2 separate regions of the Sus scrofa genome follow, and region 2 is linked to region 1. A link is a contact called in public Hi-C data. All regions are on one chromosome and are shown on one strand. The core of a region is the stretch at or near the end of the contact, and the rest is flanking DNA. Distances in the headings are between cores, read along the strand shown. Region 1 overlaps LURAP1L (leucine rich adaptor protein 1-like). Region 2 holds the start of LURAP1L (leucine rich adaptor protein 1-like).

Region 1 (7,892 bases), core at 2,241-4,740:
AGGAAATATTTTCACACAGTCAAAAACTGTTATCCAACTCAGCAGAATTGCTCCCATCATTGACAAACCAGTCAAGTTCAGACATATCTCTTGCAGAGGCTGAAACAGGCTTCAGTTTAATGAATATAATTTGTACTACTGAAAAGGAGTTTAACCATAGATCACATATCAGATATAAGGACAAAACGTTATTGAGAAAATAGTGTCTTGGGATCAATTCTATTTGTTAAATTATGGTTGAACAGAAACCACAGCTGCTGTGCATACAAGAATTCAGCAGAAATAAACAAAAGCAATCTGAGAATCAATTAGTTACAGAATATGGAATTGACCATAAAAGGTGCTGTATATTTTAATATTATTTGTAAAGTGTGTACTACACATCTTTTGTATCAGCACTGTTTCTATTACGTGTGTTTGTGTGTGTGTGCGTGCACACGCATGTGCACATAGTTTTCTCAGGGAGCCAACTATTCAACATTTACCAGCACATCACCACACCTTCTCCTTCCCTGCCTGTGGAAGCCGCACCACCGTATATCACAGAAGGGCACATTACCATATCCTCATTGACCATGTAAACTCCTATTTTAAGTTCTACATTAGAAAAATGCACATGCAGAAGGAACATTTATTATAAATTAGTGGAAACACTTCCTGCCTGGCCTCTGTTGTGTGTGTGGGAGCTTCTCTGCTCCACATGTGGGGATCCCATATTTTTGTTACATCATCCCAAATGAATTTCAGCTCGGGTGATCTACAGTCTCTTACATTAACCAGAATTGCACTTTGCACATACATATTGAAAGATCCCATGAAAACAGTTTTCACCGTGGGAGGATATGGAAGAAGAATGGCCATCACAGACTTCTAGCTGTCAGTTGGACCTAAAATCTAGTGGAATGAGGCTGAAAAGCTCTTGGTCTTACTCTGGTAATCAGAAGACTTACCAGCAGACCCTGCGCAGGTCTTATGTTCAAGGAATTTATGTTCAAGATTCAGGAGAGTGACATGTGCCCTTTTCAGATAAACCAGATGCAGCTTCTTATTTTATCAAAACAAGCTTAATTGGTCAGCAGTGCTGATGATAGTGTTTTTATGTGCATAATTTAGTCTTTGGGGAAATTACTCTTCTATGAGGTTTTAGGAAGAGAGTGGATTGTTTTCGTTATTGTTCAGTTCCACAGAAAAATAACACCAATGGAGGAAGATAAAGCTGACTGATATAAAAATGGAATCCTCTGTTGTCCAATTCAAAGCAGATTTAGTTGTCAATTTTGAACTAAGCAAGCAGAGGAAAGCTTTGGCAGAATAGCACTGACTTCTAAATGCTGCAGGCTCTTCTCCTGAAGCATCCTAAACCAAAAGCATATTGTACACTGTCTTTCCAGACTACAGGAAGACAATGATATCCTTACAGTCTCTCAAACAGATTAGAGGAAAGCTTTATAAGTACAGCTATTAATAAAAATGATGGAAACTTTAAGGATGGGTCGGTAGAAAATCTTCTGCATTCATCGAATTGAAGATGTGGTAAATTTGAAGAGGGAGCAAATTTGGATACAGGGAGGTTATACAAAGGGAAGCTGCAGATAAACTGGGATAAACTACTAGAAAAATATTCTAAGCACTTTTATGATAACTCTTTAATTTAGTACATAAAGATACATTTGAAATTTTTTGTATATTTAGAAATAAATATGGCTAGAAAAGAAGCCTTCCACCAATTGCAAATCTGAAAAGATACTGATCATTTTCTTCTACTTAGAACTAGGGTTTGAGCATCACATTAAAAGGGAGATCTAATCTAGTTTATTTCTTCTATGTACATGATTATAGGCTTGCTTGCAAAGTAGACTTTCTTCTACTTTATCTAAGAGCTTGTTAACATTTGGGACTTGGGCCATGAAACTATGGATTTTACAGTAGGAATGATTAAGTGGAGGATGACTTGCTTTTATCTAATTAGTCAATTTCCATAAATAAAAGGATAAAAATGGTGAGGGTGAGCTTTGTGAGAGAGATGAGCACATGGTGCTATGCTAGCCAGCAAGAGGACAAGATTGAGTGACCAATGTTCCTTTTTGGCAGATGCATTCAGAAACTCATGTGCGCATTTCAGTAAATATATAGACATAGTAAAGATGATATGTATGTTTATCTTGGAGTAGAACACACACATGATTTTTACTGAAACCCAAATGGCAAAAGTTAAATTATTATTACCACATAATTTCTGATAAGGTGATTAAAATTCACATAGAGATCAAACTTTTGGCTTCAGCCCTTAGTTTTTACTGGATAAATAATTTGCTGGAGATGGAGCAGTAAATTGATTGTTCTGTCTCCTGGAGAGCTTGCATAATGCTCTTATAGCAGAAACAATTTAGTATTCAAATGGCCACAGGAATGACAAAGACTCAAGGACTATGTTAGAATGAGGGAAATCCTGAGACAATCTGATCTACAACATCTTTTTATCAAGTAATATTTTTAAATTTTTTAGAAATTTATTTTTTTTGGTCACACTTGTGGCTTACAGAAATTCCCAGGCCAAGGATGGAACCCATGCCTCAGCCGTCAGATCCTTAACCCACTAGGCCACAAGGGAATTCCCTCAAATAATATTTTAAATGAAGTCTGAATACAATAAGCAGACAAAAGTGATAGGTGGATTCCTCAGTTGAAGTAAATCTTCATTATTGGGCAGAAATTAGTCTTCGTTCACAGCCTGTTTTATTACAGCCACTGGGGCCTGTGGCGCACTGGAGCTCATAATAAACCACCATGATTTTTCTATATATATATGGAAGTTGTATTTGCCCAAATCACATATCACTGACCCAGATCACAACCCAAGGGAGGGGCATTCTTGACAGATGGTTGTTCAAAGGTCACACAAGGAGATGCTGGCAGGGGCAGGCCAGAACACTATCCCAAGCTCCTTACCCACCACCACCAAAGAAGTCAACTTTTTGGCAAGTCCCCATTTAACAGAAAATGTGATCACTTTCTGCCTTGGGTTTCATTGAGCTGGTTCATGACCTTTTGTATTCTTACAGTGTTAAAATCATAGTCTGGACAAAACAGATCTGAAAAAGTTTATTATTAAGAACATTTGCTCTTTCAAGACCCCTCATTTCAAGTTCTACCCTAGGCCCAGTTCATTGCTTGTTTAAATATGACCTGAAATTTCAGCCTTCGTTCAGTCTAGAGTACAGAGACCTGTTTAGGCTACAACCCTGAAGCATGAGAAACTTATAAAGTATGAAGGTGGAATGCAACGCAATGATTATAAGAGCCAGAGTAGAAAAGAGGGAAGAGGAAAAGAGCAAAGCCATTCCCATCTCTTGGGATCCATTGATGCAAGGCTTTAAACTTTTTTTTTGGTAGTGTCCTATTTGTTTGTTCCCCTTGTTTAACTCATTTCACCAAGTGTTTACAGAACAACTGTCCTGGGTTAGTACCAGCTATCACCATGGAACAAACAGAAGAATGTTTGGAGTGTGATTCACCCCATGAAGTCCACTTCCTTTTGTGAGATCCTATCTTGTGATCTGTACATTTAAGCTGGGAAGAACCTTGCCCCAGTTACTCAGTGTTTGGATTCTGTGAATGAATGGGATGGGATTTCATGCTGGGAATGCTTCAGTCTTTCAAGAGTTCTTTCCTCAACCTTGTTCTTTCCCTAAAGTCACATATCATTGACCCAGAGGACAACCCAAGGGAGGGACATTCCTGATAGATGGTTGACCTGAAGCATCAAGCAGCCATGAGACAAACAATGATTGTGTACCTACTATGTGTCAAGAATTCATGTAGGTCTTGAGCACAGTGTGGAGGACAGGACAGACCAAGTGCCCCATACCCTACGATGCTTACATGCTTATGCAGTAGACAGAAAATAATAAATAAATAAATCATAAGCAGATTGCTTTTCACTAGTCGTATATATTATGAAAGGAAGAGAAAAACTTAGAAATATAGTGTCAAACTAAGCATGGAGTTGGATACCCTGACTGATCAGGAAGGGGCTCTCCAGGGAGGAGGTCTCTTAAACTCAGACCATGAGGAGTGCCTCCCAACTCCCAATATCCTCAAAGCAACATTATAGGACCTTATAAGACATCAAGGGAGAAAAACACACAGTTTACTGCCCAAGGATCAGGGCTACTTTATTCTGAATAGCTGGCCAGACTTCAAAAGGACTGACAGGCATAACAGCAAGGAAAGGCTACAGGAGACAGATGCCACATGGTGATTTAGTCCTGTGGTGGACTCTTCATACTTTGAAGGTTCATCAGCAGTAGCACAACCACATCTTAGTTCCACGAGAAAGCAGTGTCAAGTGGCCTGGAGCACCAGGTGATGGACAGGCAGCCGTGTGAACCAGAGGTCCCAGGGCTCCCACAGTGGGAAGTGTTTACTCTCCCTCACAACCCCTCCAGGAGACACAGAGTAGACAAGGTCAAGTCTATAATCATGATCACCCAGATGGACACATTCTAACTGAAGTGCTTTCGTCATATTTTCCCCCAACAGTGGTTCAATGGCCTGTGAATGTTTGCTTTCAGAAGCAAAGAATTTTTTTATTTAAATAAATCATTTCATGGTCAAAGGAAGCCTTTGTTACTTCAGAGTCTACTCCCGTCTCATTCATATTGCTCAATAAAACTGAATTTTTTTTTAATGTGATACAGCCTCTGTGTAGCTCAGACAAAAAATGCTGAGAGAAACTATCCTAAGTATGTTTTAACCCCCAAGTGATATAGATGCTGGGAATACGTATTATTTTTGTCTTAAGAGCTGAAAGTTTACAGATCCTGTTAATAGTCCTATTATAGTTCTAAAATTATGACAATTTCTGAAAAAAAAATCGATCAGTGCTTAAGACAAACTTTTAGAGAAGGAAGAAATGTAAAACATGGTTTCTTTCCTTAGGAATTGAAGCTTAGTTGAAGAAACAGCTACAGGACAATAATAGGTAGCTGTATAAGAGTGCAAAATTTGGCTGTACGGTGAGATACAAATTAAAAGGACTGTAGAGGTTAAGCAGGCTAGCAGAAGAGGCTAGAATTAGCAAGCAGTGTAGATGGAAGAGGTAGGACTTCAAGAATGGGGGAGGCAGATTTGGAGAGGAAGAGAGTCAGGTATTTCAAGTGAGGGGCATAATGGGGAACACACCCAGAGTTGGGCATGCGCCAGAACATTTCATGGGAGGGGATGTGAACAGAGGCAGCTGTGGTTCATGTGGGAAACTGTTGGGAAATGATGACATGCATATTATGGGCACAGCAAGTTTTATTGGCTGCACATGCCTAACTGAAAAATTTAGAAAGACTTTGGCTCCTATTGATTTTCTAGGCTCCTCAGTGCACGTAAGCAAATCGTTGGTGATTTGTAAATATTTGTTGTATCACTTGTAACTTGAACAGTATCTTGATGGCTAATGGGGTGTGGGGTTGAACTTAAACAAAAGGACTGCCAAAACTTCCTTCTCCCACACAACGTCATTGGAAAGTCTTTGAGATGACACCACAATCAGAAAAGCACTTTAAGACTTAATAATTTCTGGTTGTGAATACCTCAACAAGAAGTAGTTTTACTGTTTACTCCCTATGCATTTTCATTGTATTTCTCAGGGGCAGATAAGGTAGTCACCCAAGTCACTTTATTTAATATTCTAGCAAAATTGAGGGCTTTAAAACTATTCTTCATGATTTTTATATTTATATATACACACAAACACATGCACTTATTTTAACCTGTAATCTTACATCTTTGAAGTCATTGTAGAAATTCCATCTCTCCAGTATTTGTTCATCACATGCACTCAATCCAAAGTTTGCCTCCAGTTATGGATTAACTCCTACACAGGAAATACTTTTACAATATGAATCTATGCCTTTGAAGACAATAGCCTTCTTTCTCCCATGTAGCTTGAGTCACTCATGACAGAGTGCCTTTAATAATTCTAGAAACCCGTAAATCTGAATTAAGTCCTGGGCCTTAAAGAAAAAATTAGCAAGGCTCAGACTCTTGGGTCAAAGACCCCAAGTGAAAAAACTGGAATCCCTTTCAAGACAGAATGAATGTGACTAGGACCTCTGCTGGCCAAATTTGTCCCTGCCTCCCAGTTCAGGCACTGGAATTTTTCTGGGAGACTTACCTCTTAAATTCCAAGGAGAACAAATGCTATCATGAGAGTTCTTGCAGCCGCAGCTTACCTCTCTCCACCTTATCTAGAACTACCACATTCTTGATGTTAGTAGTTGTTCCCTTTGAACTGTAGGACCTCCAAAGATATTCTGCCTTGTGGCTGTGAAGACCGGTTTCTCTGAAGTAACTTATAATTTATCATGAAGTTTCCGTTGTGGCGCAGCAGAAACAAATCCAACTAGGAACCATGAGGTTGCAGGTTTGATCCCTGGCCTTCCTCAATGCATTAAGGATCCAGCATTGCTGTGAGCTGTGGGGTAGGTCACAGATGTGGCTTGGATCTGGCAATGCTGTGGCTGTGGCATAGGCCAGCAGCTACAGCTCCGATTGGACCCGTAGCCTGGGAACCTCCATATGCTGTGGGTATGGCCCTAGAAAGACAAAAAAGACAAAAAAAAAAAAATTATATATCAGAAAGACTACACACCTCAAAGGCACTTAGGGGAGATTCTAAAACCTTCCCAGAATCTCATATCCCAGTTTTGACTGGGGCTGCCCTTGACACATGTGAAGCAAATAATCAGAAAACATCAGTACACTTCATTGTGTGAAGGAGATCCCTTTTTGGATTCAGGGACTGTCAAAACAGTTGAGTTCTTAAAAATAAAAGCACTATATTTTATTTAGCACTATATTTGTCAATATAGTCATAAAAAGTGTAGACTTTTTCTGTACTCTTTGTTTGTTTGTTTGTTTTGTTTTTTGCTTTTTAGGGCTGCACCTGCGGGCATATGGAAGTTCCCAGGATAGGGGTCGAATGGGAGCTACAGCTGCATGGCAGCCTGTGCCAGGGCCATAGCAACACAATATCCGAGCCGCATCTGTGACCTACACCACAGCTCACAGCAATGAGGGATCCTTGACCCCCTGAGAAAGGCCAGGGATTGAACCCGCATTCTCATGGATACTAGTCGGCTTTGTTTCGGCCGAGCCACAACGGGAACTCCTTAAACTCTTTTTGTGTAGATTTCAATTTCTTTATCTGCAAAATGGAGATAAAAATAATAAGACCTATTGTACAGGGTTGAGGGTTAAGCTTTTATAATGATGTATGGTACATTATCACTCAAAAAAGAGGAGCTGCTACAAAGATGATGATAATAATTCCTTAATTTCTACATATTTCTCTTCTCCCCACCTCACAGTATCCACACATATATTCTCAAGCATCATGGATAAACTATTCATCTGGCCAGACAGAAAATTTCTTGACAATCTGACATTCAGTAGGATATTTCTAGGCAGCTTAGTTAAGGCCAAGGAGGCAGTGGGAATTTTATTCTCCCTTTTGGAGCCTGATGGTTCTGGCAGGAATTGAGTTCTTTGAGTCTGACTCCTAGCAGTCAGCAAGTTTTCAGAAAGTCCTGAGCTGTAGTGAATTTGTATTTTATTCCATGAATTGAAAATTACAGACTGCAGAAGACAGAATTCCAATGACTTTGGGGGTCTTTCAAGAATGGAGAATAATTGGCATGTCCCTGCTCTCTCCCTCTCCTCCACAGGTTAACCTCAGAGCCACAGATGTCAGGCTCATGCGCCAGTTGCTCCTTATTAATGAGAGCATTGAGTCCATCAAGTGGATGATTGAAGAGAAGGCCACTATCACCAGCCGAGGCAGCAGTCTCAGTGGCAGCCTGTGCAGCTTACTGGAGAGTCAGAGCACCTCCTTACGT
Region 2 (7,892 bases), core at 4,004-6,503, 42 kb before region 1:
TGCCCTTGCTCAGTGGGTTAACGATCCGGCATTGCCATGAGCTGTGGTGTAGGTTGCAGACGCGGCTCGGATCCCGCTTTGCTGTGGCTCTGGCGTAGGCCGGTGGCTACAGCTCCGATTAGACCCCTAGCCTGGGGACCTCCATATGCTGTGGGAGCGGCCCAAGGAAACAGCAAAAAGACAAAAAAAAAAAAAAAAAAAAAAAAAAGAAATTGAGTATTTCTTTAGACCTTTTACATTTACTTTAAGGTTTATATTATATATTGGTAGCGCTCACCTCAAAGTCAGTTTTAGAAATTGTCAAGATACTTGGTGAAAGATATCAAAAGTGGATTAAATGAATTACTTTCAAGATTACGCCACCAGATTTCATGATAGGGAAGTTTCTGTGATCAAAGTTTTCTAGTCTATAAAAACATAAAAACTTAGAAAAAGCATAAAAGCATTGAAAAAAAATACACCTACTAGCTATTATTATCCAACTCATGGATGATTTCTTAAAAAGGGATAAACTAGCCTGTCATTTTTAATACATTTTTCTCTCTTTCAGACTAGGAAAGAGTCTATTAACTATTTCTTTTCTGTAGCCTTAAACTTACAAGGCAACCTCCACACCTCACTGCCAAATATAAAAAGGACCAAATAAAAAGAAGTTTCCAGTTCTTTCACATTATTCACAGCCTCATGTCTGAAGTGAACCTTTAAGACCAGATGCCATCCCAGTGTTATGGGTTAATTTGCGTCCCCCAAAGAGGTATGTTGAAATCCTAACCCTACTGTACCTTGACTTTATTTGGGGATGTGGTTGTCACAGTATTAATTTGCTACGTTAAAATGTATGAGAGAAGGGTGGGTCCTTAATCCCAAATGACAGGTGTCCCTATAAGAAGAGAGAAATTTGGGCACAGACACAGAGGGAAGGCAGGCACATGGATGATGGAGGCAGAGACTGGAATGTCTGGGGCACCAGAAGCTAAGAGGCAAGGAAGGATCATTCTCTAAAGCCTCCAGAGGGAGCATGGCCCCATCAACATCTTGATTTTGGACTTGTCATCTCCAGAACCCTAAGACAACAAATTTCTTTTGTTTTAAGCCAATCCACTTGTGGTAGTTTGTATGGCACCCATGGGAAACATAGAGTTTTATGTGATCCTTAATCTTCCTGCTCTGACTTTGGGACTCATTTGCCCAGTGAGCACTTCACTCAACTCTCAGACTTAAAACTGCACTGCTTTCTCCAGCTTTGAGTTTTTATTTCCTGTCTTAACTATAGTTAATGATCATTCTTCAGTATTTTATGAAACAGAGGTACACTGGGAGCCAGCCCATGCCAACTTGCAACAGTCAAGTGTTAAATTTTTAGGAACTCTGGGAGACATTATGTTAAAAATTACATTGTATAAGCTTCAAATTAGTTGTTATACTGAAACAAATGTAATGCATATCAAAACTCATCATTTCCTTATTATTTGATCATGTTTTACTACATTCTATGCTCTTGAGGATATTTATGTCAATTTTAGGAAATAGCTGGGGGAAAATGTGCTGCTGCCCATTTTTGGGCATTTTCAAGTCATGCTGCTAGTTTGAAATCAGCTATGTTAGGAATACTTACACCATGAAAACTGTCAAAAGCTACATGCCAGTTATTTTTATATTTTCAAAGAACTAATTGTAAACATTTACCATCACTTTATTGAAATAACCTTTTAAGTCCATTTTATAAACTGAACTAGGGTGGCTACAGAGGGACAGGCTAAGGTTAGTTTTATTAAAGATATTTCTTTTCTGGGCCCTGCTATGCACCTTTCAGTAGGAATTCAGAGCTCAGGAGAGTGAGTAAAAAGAAATAAAGGACTATTACAAACAATGAAGGCAGAGAGATTTGACAGGGATTATGAAGGGGGGATAAGGCAGACTTAGATGCTGGTGACCTACTTTTAGTATTGTCTAGTAAATCTGTCAGGCAAGTGTTTAGCTCTGATTATAAATATTAATTAGACTCCAATCAGAGTACTATTTAAAGGATCTGTGCTCGTTAGAGAGAGATGGAGATAGATAGACAGACAGACAGACATATGGGGAATATATATAGGAAACACATGTATAGGTTGTTCTAGTTGGTAATAAACCAGATGATTTTACTTAGTAAAAACAGTTTCAACCCAGTTACAAAATTATAGGTGATTTAAATGACTCTATAAACAGGAAGGGAAAAATTTTTTTAGCTTTAATAGGTATATAAAATAGGTAGATACTATTTTATGTATGGACAGAATCAACAATCTTTAGTTTTGCTATGACATCTTCTTTGTTAATCATGTCATCATCTGAACAAAAGTATTATAGGAACAGCACCTCTACACATTGAAAACAAGGATTAAAGAACCTGATACCTATTAAATAATTACTGTCTAAAAATTCTTAAAGGGAATATGAGGCTATTCACTGCTGGATATTATTCTGCACTATGGGGAGGGGAGTCTCAGGTTAGAGATGTTGCCCTAGTCCTTGAACTCTGTGCCAGCAAGGATTGAGACTGCTGCAGACTTTCAATCAGTGCCAGAGAGAAGGTAAAAGGCCTTTTATTTTTCTTTTCACCGTGATGCCAGCAGAAGCTTAAGGAGTGGCATTACTCACACTGTACAAAGTCTTGTTGAGTCTACCTTTGCTCTAAACACGGTCTCATAACAAGAAGTGTTCTAAGGGTGCAATGTATGAAATACGCATCACATCATTCTGTTTCTGTGACTGCAGCATTCTTTTAAAACCTGTCATCTGAGTCCAACAATGCTTCCGTTTCAGTAGCTACTAGGTTTGTTGTTGTTTTCTGTAATGGTAAGTCAGAGGCTCTCTTTCCTTCTCTGTGAACACAATCCAGCTGAGAAGAAACTCAGTCACTTGAAGTTCTCCTTAGTTTAATACTCCTCTTAGATTCCTTAGGCATGCTAAATGGAAAATAGTTCATGCATAAGGTGGTTTATATATAAGGTGGTTAGAAAAGGACATATGTAATAAAGTAATCTGGGTCTAAAAAGTTATATCACAAACACAAATAATATAGGAACTACTTTTATGATTTTACTTTTCAATATATTACACATCTGGAAACACCCTGACTTGAGGTTGTTGCTGGGAGATGCTATCAATAGAGGAAACAAGAAATGGTTGGAAACAGACAAGGAAAGTAGAATCAGGAAAGGAGCGCTGCTAAGAGGGAGGGATCAGAGGAATATAAAAAAAAAGATTTGAGGAGTTTTTCCTTCCTGTTTCTTTCTCTCTTCTCCCTTTGTACTCTCTTATTTTTGATGACCTCACTGCATCCCCAGGCTCCCATCTTAGACCCATCACTGCAGTTCTTATCAACTAATCCCCAATCAATATGGAATACAAGTCTAACAGCAACTAGTTAAATCTCCAACACATTTTTTTTTTTTATCATAGAAAAATCTTAGGAACAAACAAAAACCTACTCTCAATACCTGAAAGTAAAAAAGAACTTCATTATTGAAAATTTTGGGTAATCCTTAGATCAGACTACATAAAGCAGTAATGAAAGAGCTAACACAATCTATAAGAGTACTATGATTGATTCTAATATGTTTTAAAAATTATCATTTTGGCATTCAAAACAAGTCTACTTTAAAATATCATTAAGTATTAAGTTGAGAAATTTTAAAATGCTTAACATAACTAAGTTTTTCTTTAAAAAGTTTGTTTGCTTTACATTGCACTGGCACAAAGTACTAATTTAGAATATATGCCATATCTTTATTTTCAGAGGAATTTTCTAAGCAGAAACCTAAAATGAAAAAAACAAGTTTTCTATTTTTGACTTGTCTTAAGTAGCAAATACAAAGTTTCCTGTCTGTGACTCACAACAAAGGTGTTCTTTTTCGTACAGTTACATTGATGATAATTGGATAATAAACTATTTTGAAGGACCAAGTTCAAGCTGGCTACTCCATTTGTATGCTACTCTGCTCAGTCAGCCCTCTGCTGAACTTTGTAAGGGCTTTATAACAAAATAAATAAATAAATAAATAAACACACCAAAAAACCTGTCCTTTACTATAATACAAGCTTTCCATAATTACATGTCACAGTGCAGTTCTTACCCAATGAGCTTGTGATTTTCCAACTTAGGACAAAGCATGTAGTTTTATCAGTGAGCTGAGATTTAGTCTTGTTCTCCTTTGATTCCATAAGTGGTTGTTCCAACTCAAAATGGGCCACTTAATTTACAACTTCCTCACTTCTTAAAAAAAAAAAAAGAACACACAATTTCTGACACATTGGCAAGAGAACCTGAGCAACTTTCCCTAACATGAAATATTTCTTTCAGAAGGCTTGTTTCTTATCTTTAGGCTTCCTGGATGAATCTCTGCTAAAAACAGTCTCTGAGATGTATATGCCTATATGCTTATCACCTGAGTGATATCTCTGGGAAGGACTAAGAACACAAATACTTATTTGTCACTGAAAGAGAGGGGCCTACATATTGAAATATTCTAATGCAACCCAAAACATTAGAGTTTATTGGATTGAAAATAGCATCCTCTACTTGAAGATTATCAACACAAATTCAATGTTGAATCAAACCTATAATCCATATAGCTGATAACAACTTACTCGGTAGAAGTATCAATAGATGAATTGATGGCATGCTTCAGATTTCTTCTAAATAGTTGAACAATATAGATAAATTAGCAAAAACAACTTTCTCTAGTTATATCCAATATTTCTCTGACATAATTAAGGTAAAAATATCTCAGCAAATTCCTCTTTTTAAAATCCATAACTATCCTCTGTAGTCATATAGATTATTCTATTTAACTTTTCACATCTGCTTGAGGAGACATACCATAACATCAGGAAGACAAATAACTTCTGTTGTACATTCTCACTGAACTTTTGGTGAAATGATTACAGTTTATTCTAGTATAGAATTATTAGGAAAGCCTTCTAAAGTTAAAATTTTGCCATATAGAAAGAAGGAGGATGGGGAATGACACTACATCTAAAAATCATTATTCTGCCTCTAATATTTGTTACCCTTTTTAAAAGTTGTGGCCACCACGCAATTTCTCCGGCAAAACTAAAAATCTAATTCCCGTGTTAGGTACTCAGAACTAAAACAGGACATTGAAACTACTTCCAGTAGCAGGGGTAGGAAATTTTCTCTTGCTCTTCTTGTCTGTGTTATACGGTACAAGGGTTGGTCCGGGTTTGGTCCACCTGCCAGCCGAGTTTAAAGTTTCCGAGGCTTGGAGGAACACAATGATTTGGATCAAACAGCCTAAATGGGAAGAAGGATATTTCTGCTGCATCGAGGAAGCCGTTAAACTTCTGTTAAACGAACTCTCTCTTTTTTTTATGCGTCTATGCACACGACCGACCTTCTCTACCGCTGACCAGAAATTATCTCAGACAATCCAGGATATTCTGAAAGCTTGGAGACATATGGCTGGAAAATGAAACGACCCTGGAGTGTGGCCACATCATTATTTTGTGTCGCATGGTACCAGATGGGCAGTTGGTGAATAGCGATGGGATGTGAACGGACACTTTCATAATGTGAATTTCCCCCGCCCCGCAGAGCTAAAGCAGACTTTATTTCCCTCTCTTTTTGGTCTATAGTACTTGCAATTTCCTCCTCTCTGTAATATCAATTAACTCAACTTGGCAGTGGGGTGGCCAAAAAAGAAGAAGATGAAGTGGGTTCTATAATCTCAGTAAGTGTCGGGGGAGTCACAGCGCCCAGGGAACTGCGGCTGCCACCCGCTGCGTCCTGTGTGGATTTCAGGGCTGATATCGCCCTGGCGGTTATGGAGCAGACGGTGCACTCGATCTTTCAAGGATAGAGATCCGGGCTCCAGAGGGGTGCGCTGAGCTCCAGGCAACCTTGGAGGCTACTGCTGCCTCTCATCCGCAGCCTTTTATTACCATTTTCATCGTTCTTGAGAAGTCATGGAAGACGGCCCACTGCCCGACCTCAGAGACATTGAGCTGAAGCTGGGGCGTAAAGTACCTGAGAGCCTAGTGCGCTCGCTCCGTGGGGAGGAGTCGGTTTCCCAGGAAAGGGACAGAGACCCCCGCGGGGGGAGCAGCAACAGCAGCAGCGGTGGAGGCGGCTGCATGAGTAGCAGCAGCAGCAGCAGCTGCAGTTTCCCACTCTCCTTGTCATCCTCTTCTTCGTCCTCCCCAACCTCTATCTCCCCACGACGTAGCCACTCCAGTAGTGCCCTGGAGAGGCTGGAAACCAAGCTTCACCTCCTCCGGCAAGAGATGGTGAGTATGGCATGCCAGCTGTGGGAGTGGGAGCCGGAGGAAAATGGGGCAGGGAGCAGGTGATAGAGGGCGGCTGGGGTGGCCGAGCTGAGCTCTGGGTGTGTGGGAAACGCCGGGTCGAGGAGCGCGCAGCCGGTGTGAGCCTGGAGGCTGCTTCTGGGAGGCTTGTTTACCGGGGACTTCGTTCGGTGACGGTTGTGAGGACAGCAGAGCCTGCCCTTTTCTGTACTTTCTGACGCCAACTGGCTGTTCAGACGCTTACCATTTAGCTGCCAGTCCGCAGCCTCCCAGACACAAGCCCAAGCGGTCTGCGGTTATTGCACCCATCTGCGGCCTGCTGTCCCATTTACACTTTCGGTTCAAAAGGTGGCTCGGTCCATTGCACTTACTGAAAAAATACTTCCTGGTTTGCCGAGAGGTGGCGCGGTGAGGTCCCTGCAGCCCTTCTTCCTGGCTCACTCCTCTTTCCCCACTAAGGCCCCGCCCCTTGGTGCTGCAGCCTAGCCTTCCTAGGGCACTGTGGAGCTGATTCTTCACAGCTGGTTCTGAAAACAATGGCCCACTCGTCCTTGATGCTCTTATGAATAGCTTGTTTCAATGTTTGGATCCCAAAGAGCAGGTGATCCCCAGGCCTAGGGATTTGCTAATTACCACTTCCTACCCTTCCCCCTCAGTCCTCAATTTGCAATTGTTTTCTGTGCTGTTTGCAAACGTTAGCCTAAGGATAGGACAATAGAACTAGTAAAGATTTGAGAAGACTTGTTATTCCGGATGTACTTAGAGGAGCACACTTATTTACTTGCCCTGAAGTCTTGGGCAAGTCATTTAACTTCTCTGGACTTCCTTTATTCCTACAATGAACTGGTTGGAGGAAATGATTTCTCCTTAAATCTTTAAAAGAGAATGACCTCAAAACAACAGCATTTTCCACCAGTTTAGAAAAGGAGGAAAGTTACAGTAGGGCCCTCAGTCCCCCAGAGGATGGTGCAAAGGATTTTTCAACTAAATAATCCTATCTACTGGGGCTTTGCATGAAAAAGAAGTAACCAGTGATGTTTCCCTAGCTCCTCTCTTTCTGCACTTGGAAGACTGGGAGGGAATAAATTCCACAGAATATAGTAATGTTGGCAAGTATATTAGTGCAAAAGCCATTCTTCAGAGATCATGGCCTATGTTCAGAATTTTTACCACACTAACTACACAAGGGCTCTAAAAACCTCTTTCAAGATCTTTTAAGCTAGTCTACTAAAGGATTTTAATTTTTATGTCTCAAGCATCAATTTTTTTTTGCCAATTGGAATGCACCAGATGTTGAAAGTGAATATGTATAAAGAGACTTACATAGGTCTATGTATGTATATAGGGTCCGTGTCTGTGTATACTCATTCACCATATGTAAAGCAAATGATTTTATTCTACTCATGTTTCATTACACATATATTATTCAACAAGTATTTACTAAGCATTTATTAGATATACCTGGTAATTAACTGGGTGCTCAAAATACTAAAAAAGTTCAAGGAGCCTATTTAGGTCTCTCTAATGTCTTGCACTCATTTGCCATTTATTATTTTAGTATATCAAGGCAAATGTGCTAAAAA

What was found. Hi-C and Micro-C count contacts between places; a contact is called where the count stands out from the background.
Region 2: a Hi-C map of liver shows a contact between it and region 1, with 4 times the contacts expected there. The contact joins the promoter of LURAP1L here to the enhancer-like site in region 1. A contact is called at or near these places in 1 of 5 promoter capture datasets (liver) and 8 of 47 Hi-C or Micro-C datasets (adipocytes, embryonic fibroblasts, fibroblasts and 2 more).

The regions. Positions count from the first base shown.
Region 1 is chr1:209,622,274-209,630,165 of Sscrofa11.1, reverse strand. LURAP1L (leucine rich adaptor protein 1-like) reads left to right here. Exons shown (of 2, transcript XM_005660102.3): 2 at 7,722-7,892. All of the region lies in intron 2 of LOC102165237 (a long non-coding RNA gene), which reads right to left. Among named protein-coding and RNA genes, the nearest start is that of LURAP1L, 43 kb to the left of the region's middle. Within about 2 kb of position 3,490, at least 15 of the 83 cell types and tissues checked have an H3K27ac peak or open chromatin away from gene starts, as enhancers often do. A contact at or near this core is called in liver, where this site is marked.
Region 2 is chr1:209,666,285-209,674,176 of Sscrofa11.1, reverse strand. It overlaps LURAP1L (leucine rich adaptor protein 1-like), which reads left to right and starts at 5,253. Exons shown (of 2, transcript XM_005660102.3): 1 at 5,253-6,291. The coding sequence starts at 5,971. LOC102165237 (a long non-coding RNA gene) reads right to left here. Exons shown (of 4, transcript XR_001306473.2): 3 at 4,119-4,258; 4 at 238-2,948.